2 separate regions of the Mus musculus genome follow, and region 1 is linked to region 2. Evidence: chromatin contacts called from public Hi-C data. All regions are on one chromosome and are shown on one strand. Each heading gives the region's core, a stretch centred on a gene start, on an enhancer-like site or on the middle of the called end of the contact. The rest is flanking DNA. Distances are from core to core; before and after follow the strand shown.

Region 1 (4,515 bases), core at 1,254-3,753, 1.1 Mb before region 2:
TTGTTCAAACTCCTCCATGGTGCAGGTCACTAATTTGCCCTTCTTCTGCCTTTACCCTGCCAGGTCCCATTACTCCCTGCACTGTGCCCAAACCAAAGTCCTACCAAACTCAAAAATACCAAATGTTCTTGCCCAAGGTAGCAAGCATCCATGTCTCTTCCTAGGGACACTCTATGCTCTCCCTGTTCCTGCCACACCTTCAAGACTAGGCTTGAAGTTTACTCCAAACAACCCCAGCCATCAAAATTAAAGTCTCCATAACCTTTCTTGGCTCAATGAAGACTGGGGGCACAGTCCATCAAATTATAGCACCCAGACCTATTGCTCAGTGCTGCCCTCGTTCACAGCCACAGCCTTCCCCTAACTTTGAATCACCTGTCCTGATGAGATGTTCTAATATACTGCTGCAAATTACAAGCAGCCTCTCTCCATTCCCTGCTCATTAAAGTCTCTTCTGCTACCTTAGAAAATCTCCCAAACTTAACTAATCCATCCTTCCTTCTGTTTTCTTAATGTTTCATTTACCATGGGCCAGCAAACCACTATCCTATGCCAACATGAGGATTCAGCCTGATTCTTCCACCAAAGAAACTGTACCCGCCTCATGAACCCATCCCCAAGACGAACCAACACCAACTCAGCAATACTCTCTCATTTACCACACCCAAATTCATCCTTAGTGTGTCCCCAGTTAACGGCAATCTCGCCAGTCTGCAGCACTTCACCAGCCCTCACACAGTCCTAGGTACCCTTCCCACTTCCACCAAAATTTCGCCCCTCCCTACACCCCCTTCTACACCTGTTTCTACACCTCCCGTTTCCCATCTCATCTCCCGTTCTTTTAATCTTGCCCACGCCCTCGTCCGACCCCTCCATCCATCCTACCAGTTCACTCTTGCACAGAAATCCCCTCCCAGCCCAAGCCTTAGAATCCCTCTGCCCCGCCCCTCCCGACTTTGCCCCGCCCTTCCATTCCTGAGCCCCGCCCCTTGCCCCGTAGGCTCGGCCAGGGGCGGAGCTTATTCCTCCTCCCTCCTCTCCCCCGCCCCCTACCGTCACGCTCAGGGGCAGCCTGACCCCGAGCGGCCCCGCGGTGACCCTCGCGCAGGGGCCTGTGGGAGGGGCGTCGAGGGTCCCAGGCCACCCCCCCGTCGGTCCCCCGCCCGCCTAGTCTCCTCCCCCTGGGAACGCGCGGGGTGGGTGACAGACCTGGCCGCGCGCCACCACCACCGCGCCTGCCGGGGGCGCTGAATCTGCCTGAGAAAGAAGCTACGGCTGCCGCCTGGAGGAGGTGCCGTAGCGCCCGCCACCGCTGCCGCCGCCGCCAGGGGTAGGAGCTAAGCCGCCGCCATTTTGTGTCCCCCTGTTGTTGTCGTTGACATGAATCCGACATGACACTGATTACAGCCCAATGGAGTCTCATTAAACCCAAGACGCGGCCCCGCCCCGGCGCCGTTCCATTGGACGAGAGCACGAACACTTAGGGCCAACCGTTGGCCTACGGGTCTGTCCGTCACCCGCTCGCTAAACACTCTGCCCCCCATTGGGGCAAGTTCCTGCCGGTCATCTCGCCTCCACATAGACACACCTCTCGACCCATCATTTCCCCCCCCCCACCTCCGGCACCACCCCGAGGGAGGGTCGACTGCCAGTACCAATCAACAGACCGCGGGGCCCGCCTTTTCCGGGCACCTATTGGTCCAGCCCTTTTTCTCTCTCACAGACACCGCGCCACCTCTACTTCCACCTACCCGCCCCCTCTACCTCTAGAAATGGATTGGATCTAGGCGCAGGAGAGGCGCTTGGCCTTATTGGCTGTACACGACGCCAATCAGAAGCCTTTTTTCCTCTCCCCTCCCCCACTCAACCCCAAAGCCCCTAGCCCGCAGCTAAAGTTTGTGTGAGAGCTGATCGCTGGCGGCGGCCGCAGGATTTAGGGGTGGGCGCAGGCGGGCGCGCGCGGGCGGGCACGCGAAGTTAAAATTCGAGGTTCTCAGTCGCCTGCTCCCGCCGAGGAGCGCGCGGACGGGCGCGCCGCCCGGAGCGTTCCATCCAGCCCCCTCCTCCACCCTCTCTCCTGTCCTGTCCCGGGCGACTACTCGCCCGCCCCCTGGCTTGCACCCTACCCCCTTCACATACCCCCTACCCTGCCAGCCTCAGGCCGGGTGCAGGCGGAACGATCTCACTGCAGCCTCTTCGCCATCCCATACGGAGGGGGAGCAAGCCCCCTACCCACCGGGTGTGCACCCCCGGCTCCGCACTCGCCCGTGTCTGCAAGCACGTGCACTATTCGCCGCTGCCTCCGGCCACCCCGGTCCCCGGCTAACCTCGCCTCCAGCCCGGCCAATCGCTTGCTGCCCTTTGTTGCTGCAGACCGGGTCTCCCCGCTGCCTTCCTCAGCCTCCGCCTCGTCCTTTGCCAGCCGCCCGGGTCCGCAGCGCCGCGCTCCCCCCGCCCGGGACCCACCGCCGCCGCCTCCTTCTCCTCCTCCGCCTCCTCCTCCTCGGCTCCGGGCTGCAGCGCACAGAGCCCGAGGCAGCGCCGCCCAGCCCCGCTCCCCCCGCGCCGCCCGCTAGCCCGCCTGGCCCGGCCGGGGGCGCAGCCCGGACCCCGCCCGCCCCAGTCTCCGCCCCGGGGGTACCTGCCTCCGCCCCGGGGGGCTCCGCTCACCGCCCTCAGGGGAGGGCGGGGATGCCGGTGTCCGAAAGGATGGGGACGCCTGGGCTGTTTTGGGGTGGGGAGTGTGTCCGCCAGGTCTGGGACTGAGGTGCGGTCTTCTTAAACGCGCCCCCCCTCCCGCCGCCGTGGGCCCCAAACTTCGTCCTTCTCCCGGGTCTTGTACCCTCGGGCGACCGCGGCAGTTTTGGGGTGGGGGATGCCTCAGGAGCTGTCTCTACCCTGATCAGGAGGAAGAGGGAGCAGTGACATTCAGCGACTGCGGACAGGCATCCTCGGGTGGGAGTGGGGATGTCAGACGCAGGCTGGAGAGGGAAGCTGCCCCTCAGGATGCCCTCTCCCGGCCTGCGGGAGAGGCTGGCGAGCTCGGAGCTGCGTTCTGGGTGCTTCCTGGACTGTGCAGCTGGATAACATTGGGGTTGGGCGGGGGGCGACCGCTGGGGGGCCCTTCCCTCGTCTCCAACCAGCGCTGTAAGGAAAGCTGATGGCGAAGTTCGGTTTTCCAGGCTTCCCCTGGGCCCCCGGAGTTCCTGAGGCCCATACGAGGGAGGCTGGGGGATCCTCTGGCCGCCCAGGCAAGGCTACTCTAAAGGTGCCCACATGCCTTGCAGCGCCCTCCGGACTCTGGAGAAAACGTCCTGCTCTTCCCAGAGTTGGGTGGGATGCTGGTAAGAGATACTTGAGAGTATGAGAAAGGTAGACTTGAGAAAAGGCTCCTCCTAACAGAGTTTGAACAGTTTCTCTTCCCAGACCTTTGGGAAGAAGGGAAACAAACCTATGTCCCTGGGAAAGCCAAGTTTCCCCGTGTGGTGGCCGGGGTGAAAAACCACCTGTTGCCTGAAGTTCTGTCCTTGAATCAGGACGTTCTTGGGGCCCCTGATGAGGAGATGTAGGATGTCAAAGAGCAGGAATTTCAGTCTCCCTGCCCTGAATGACTCATTTTCATGCCACTGCCACTCCTGCAGCAGAGTTCAACTCCCCGTTAGAAACTACTGTTCAACTATGTAGGTACTTTGTTAGACCCAATAATCTCAGTTCTTATCTTAGCAGCAGCAGCAGCCCTGTCACATGCAGACAGAAATGCACAAAGGCTACTCTGGTGTGCGAGCTTCCTCTGCTTCTGAGCTTGGCAGCAAGGTGAGGAAGAAGCCAGGACAAAAGGCAGAGGTGAATGAAAGATTAAAAAAAAAAGAGGGGAGAGCAGATTAAAAAAAAAAAAAGAGGGGAGAGCAGAAGACTTGTAACACTACACTCAGAACTGTCACCAGTTCCATTATAAACCTCTTTTATAGGTGTTTTATTACTTGGTTGTTAGTTTTTAAAACACAAACCTCTTTAGGTTAAATCCGGACACTCTCAGACTCAGCCCAAGGAAACGAAACAAGGTAAACTCAGCCACTGATCGGCTTGGCAACTTTTGAATTACATTACTGATGAAGCAAATGCCGCCCCCAACCCCACCCTCGTTGGGTTTTCTAAGTCTCTTCCTGTCTGTTTCAGTTAGGATCTTCAATAACTTGCTCAAGGAGAGTTTTCACAAGCCATTAGTCCATAACTCAGTCCTGTTCATTTAGATTGTTTCCAAGAAGGGCATTTATAAGGTGTGCTTTTCCCCCCATAATACACATGCTAGGTAGGAATTTTCTCCAAGAAGTTACAAAGTAAATTTAAGGATACTGGCTGACTCATTAGCCCTTCTGTTTTGCTTTGTTGCATTTCTGATAGTCTGCCCAGATGCACTTTATTTTTTAAGTTACATTTTGGTCCCTTGGGGTGACATTTATTTTCTTGAGACAAGGTCTTGCTCTGTAGACCATTTGGCCTCAAACTCACAGCAGT
Region 2 (4,539 bases), core at 1,583-4,082:
GAGCTGTCAACATGCCTTTGATCCCATCAATCAGGAGGCAGAGGCCAGGTAGTTCTCTATGAAGCCAAGGCCAGCCTGGTCTATACAGCAAGTTCCAGGCCAGCCAGGGCTACAGTAAGATCCTGTCTCAAGAAAAAAAAGTTGTTTTCTGTGCGTGTGCTCCATCACACCCCACACCTTTATCCCTCTTGATCTTGTGCCTCTAACAAACTCCAACTTACCCCTCATGGTCCATTTTAGTGATGTTTCTTCTCTGAGGCCATTTTTCTTCAGTCTTAGGGTAGATCTGATACTATTTCTTTGTGTCACCTTTAGGTCATAAGTGTACTTTTGCTCTGGAAATATTTATTTTGTAGAACTGTTTATGTATTTGATTTTTCATTATATTTGTTTATTTATCTACCAGTGAGGTCTCTGAGGGCAGGGGCTGTATATGTACATACATACTTTAATTCTTAGTATCATGTATATTGCTGAGCAGAGTACACTTCAGCAAATGTATGTCGACTGAATACATGTCTGTAAAACTTAAGGTGTGAGTCAAAACATGGACATGGCTGGAAAGCTGTGCTTCATATTTTCACAGCCTTTGAAACTCACTGTTCTTTTAACACAGAAAACAAACAGAAAACAAAATCTTGGCCTGGGGGCTCATAAATACAATCCCAATTCCTGATCAGCTGAGGAAGGAAGATAGTTTCAAGTTCAAGGCTAGCCTGAAATACCTGAGTTTCCAGCCATAAGTTTCACTAACAGGAACACTCAGTCTCTAAATAATTTAAAAAACAAAAATAAACAAAAAATGAGAGGAAAGATATATACCTACCATATATCCATCCACAAATAATGTTTTTTAATAGTTACATAATTATGTAGGACATATAAAGTATATGCTACATATGAATTCAGAAACACTGGTGAATTTTGAAGGTTTTTTTTTGTTTTTGTTTTTGTTTTTTTTTTGAGTAGCACTGGTATAGGTCGTGGACATCTATTGGTTGAATAGCAGATTCATCTAAGCTGACTCTAGTTGTGTTTTATGAAGTAGAAAAGAGGCCAGGATATGTTTTGGTAGAGGTGTGGTATAGTGAGGTGGGAGAGGTTGCCTCTGTGGGCCCATGCTGAGGCACCCCTTCCCCCTGAGGGACCAGCCACACAACAGATACAGTATAGAATAGAGTTTATTTAGGGCATGTGTAAGGGAGTTGAGAAAGTAGTAGAGACAGAGAAAGGGGGGGGGGCGGGGAGGGAAGAAGAGGAGAAGAGGGAAGGCCAGAATCATTGAGAGAGAGAGAGAGAGCAAAGAGAGGAGCTCCTTTCATAGTAAACTAGGCATACCTGGCAATTGCCAGGTAACCGTGGGGTGGAGCCTAGAAGGAATTCTAACAACTCTACTATGCTTAAGTGGAAACCAATTTGGACTGTATCTCCTAACTCTCTCTCTGCCAAGCTGGAGGAGCTCACGGAAGCTGAGGATGCTCTGTCTGAAGCCAACGCGTTGAATAACTGCAACGCCGAAGTGTGGGCCTATCTGGCTCTGGTCTGCCTGAAAGTGAGTGTTTCTTATTGTCCCTTCACAAGGCCCTCTCAGGGGTCAGGTGAAGGCCCAACTAAGAAAGAAAGGTAAGCTGGCTGTTAGCACACAGCAACTGAAGTTGGAAGAGTTCCAGATTTGTCTCTACTGATGACAAGGAGAATGTTCTGGGCGGTTCCTCCTTGAGATGGATGTGGTCAGTAACCTCCGATTCACATTTTACTAGGAAAGATGTTAATTGCTTCTTTCAGGTTGGACGACAACTGGAAGCAGAGCAGGCTTATAAGTACACAATAAAGGTATGCGACAGCTGATTGCCATTCTGAGAGTGTACAGACCATGAGAGCGCTCAGTGCCTGATGAATTCCCACCCAAGATCCAATACATTCCAATTCTTTGAGAGCTTCCATGGTGTCGAGAATACAGGAGAGGCCCATCCCGTCCCCACAAATCTGGAGCCTCTTAAATTAGGGGTCTTCAAAGTCACCTGGTGTGTTGGACATAACTTCTTCCCTGCCTTGTTTCTGCAGCTGAAACTGAAAGACCAGGCTCTACTTGAAGAAATCCACACTGTACAGGAAATGGTTGGTTTTGGAAATCCATCTTTCTGACAGCCTTACAAGTGGATATTTAATATGGAGCCCCAAGCACGTTTCCTTTCCAAACTGTCACCAGATGAAGCCTGCCCATCCCCACCCCTTTAGTTCACATTAAAAAAATATAAACCCCAAACTCAAAATTTATCATGTTTCTGGAGTCGTATGTATAGCACATTATATTTTATATGCTCTTATGTACATGTAGCTAATTAATAGCCACTATTTGTGGGTAGATATCTGGCATAATGGTGTGACTATTAGAATTACTTTTTAAAGTTTATCTGATCACCTTGTTGGTAAGATTCCCTGGAGGTGCACAATTGCCAAAGTTCTGGACCAATGTTACTGGGGCTTGGAAATTAAGGCAACATCTTCAAAGGTGGGACCAGAATACAACTGTGCTGTGTCACACACAGTTGACAGTGGGTAAGAGAACAGAGGATATTCCGGAGGCGGGGGAACCGTCGCAGGATGGAACGGCCTGCAAGGAACTCAGCACCGCCGCGGACAGGAAAGTCTCCCGCACGCCGCAGGCACTCAGCTGAAGACCGCCAGCAGCCCACGCCTACAGACACGCCTCTTCCGTAGCAGTCAAGGATCAGTCACCGGCGCCCTGTGGCACTCCCGGCGCTCGGTTGCCCTCCCGTGCGCATTGGAAGAGAAAGCGGAAGGGGCGGGCCGATCGGCCGGAGGCTTCCGCAGAGGGCTTTCCGGCTCTGGAGTGGTGCGGACGTCGCGTCGTGTGCCCGCCGGCCGCTTGGGGGCGCTCTTCCGGGCTTCAGGCTCTGTGCCGCGGGGCTGTGCAGCGGGACAGCTGGAGAGCCGCTCGCCCAGGCACCATGGTCCAGCTCAGTGAGTGCGCGGGGCTTCCGGGCGGGCGTGGGCTGCGGCGACCCGGGCTAGGCGCGGCCACATCGCCTTCCAGCGGAGCTTCGTCTCAGTCCGTCTCGCTTTTAGCAGTGGTCTCACTGGGTAGCTCTGGCTGGCCTGGAACTCGCAGCGTAAAGACGGGCTGGCTTCGAACTCCTTCCTAGACAGACCTTTGCCTCTGCCTCCCAAAGGCCCTGTGATTAGAGGCGTGCGCCACCGCGCCCAGCCTGTCTCAGTTTTTTACCACACATCGTAGAAATCGTTTTACAGATGAGGCACCTAAGGGTAAGACAAGGTCATGGCTTAGTAAATGGTGTTAGGGTCCGAGAATTTGGAAATAATCCAATATGAAAACCAAGTTTAAACCAGCAAGCTTATTTTAAAAGCTAATATTTCGGGGAGACGGCTGGGTTCGGGGTCCAAAACGTGACAGCGTGGGGCAAGACAGGACAACCTTTTAAAACATAAAAACCACAAATTGGATGGGCTAGGGACCACATGCATGGTTTTCCATACCTGTCATTTTAAGTGGGTTACTACCGGTCAAGTACCTCAGTTGGCTTTTTTTTTTTTTTAAACTTTTTATTAGGTATTTTCCTCATTTACATTATGCTATCCCAAAAGTCCCCCATACCCACCCCCCACTCCCCTACCCACCCACTCCCCCTTTTTGGCCCTGGCGTACCCCTGTACTGGGGCATATAAAGTTTGCAAGTCCAATGGGCCTCTCTTTCCAGTGATGGCCGACTAGGCCATCTTTTGATACATATGCAGCTAGAGACAAGAGCTCCTGGGTACTGGTTAGTTCATATTGTTGTTCCACCTATAGGGTCTCAGTTGGCTTCTTAACTTGGCCTGGATTGAGGCCAGCCAGTCAGAGCCTATATAGTGGCTGGTTGGTTTCAGTCCGGACTAGTTGCTAACCAACAAGGCATAGGGTGAGATATTGTGGCCTAAGTTCATATGGGGCGCCTGGGGCCAGAAGCCATTTCTGGGAATTCAGCTGTTTCTTAGAATTTATCTTAGTACAAAGTGGAGACTATTTACAAGATGGAGTCTCCAAGGGTAAAGTGGACCCCAACCTCGGCAGGACTGTGTTATGTGGATTTGGAAAAAAGGAGGTATGTCTGGTCTGGAGGGGTTAAGGAGGAGTTTCACCCACACGATTGTATCTAAGCTGGATGGGGCAGGGCATAGATTGGAAGTGAGAACATTGCAGTAGAAGGAGGAATTGTGCCTTTACCTTATATTACCTTATATTTTGAGTCTACTAAACATTTTTGCACCCTAACGAACTATTTCTCTACAGCAACCATTTTCTGCAAAGCCTACCACGGAGGCCACCTAACCATACGCCTTGCTTTGGGTGGCTGCACCAACCGGCCTTTTTACCGCATTGTGGCTGCTCACAACAAGTGCCCCAGGGATGGCCGATTTGTGGAGCAGTTGGGCTCCTATGATCCACTACCCAACAGTCACGGAGAAAAACTAGTTGCCCTCAACCTGGACCGTATCCGGCATTGGATTGGCTGTGGG

Evidence for each region. A called contact is a pair of places that touch in the nucleus more often than the background predicts.
Region 1: a contact with region 2 is called in a Hi-C map of CD8 T cells, with 4 times the contacts expected there. The contact joins the promoter of Kat6b here to the promoter of Mrps16 in region 2. A contact is called at or near these places in 2 of 39 promoter capture datasets (neutrophils and pre-B cells) and 3 of 484 Hi-C or Micro-C datasets (CD4 T cells, CD8 T cells and embryonic stem cells).

What each region holds. Positions count from the first base shown.
Region 1 is chr14:21,497,773-21,502,287 of GRCm38.p6, reverse strand. It overlaps Kat6b (K(lysine) acetyltransferase 6B), which reads right to left and starts at 2,503. Exons shown (of 17, transcript NM_017479.3): 1 at 2,328-2,503.
Region 2 is chr14:20,391,927-20,396,465 of GRCm38.p6, reverse strand. Mrps16 (mitochondrial ribosomal protein S16) reads left to right here and starts at 2,832. Exons shown (of 3, transcript NM_025440.3): 1 at 2,832-2,985; 2 at 4,313-4,539. The coding sequence starts at 2,973. It overlaps Cfap70 (cilia and flagella associated protein 70), which reads left to right. Exons shown (of 29, transcript NM_029698.1): 27 at 1,451-1,552; 28 at 1,786-1,833; 29 at 2,065-2,276. The coding sequence ends at 2,145.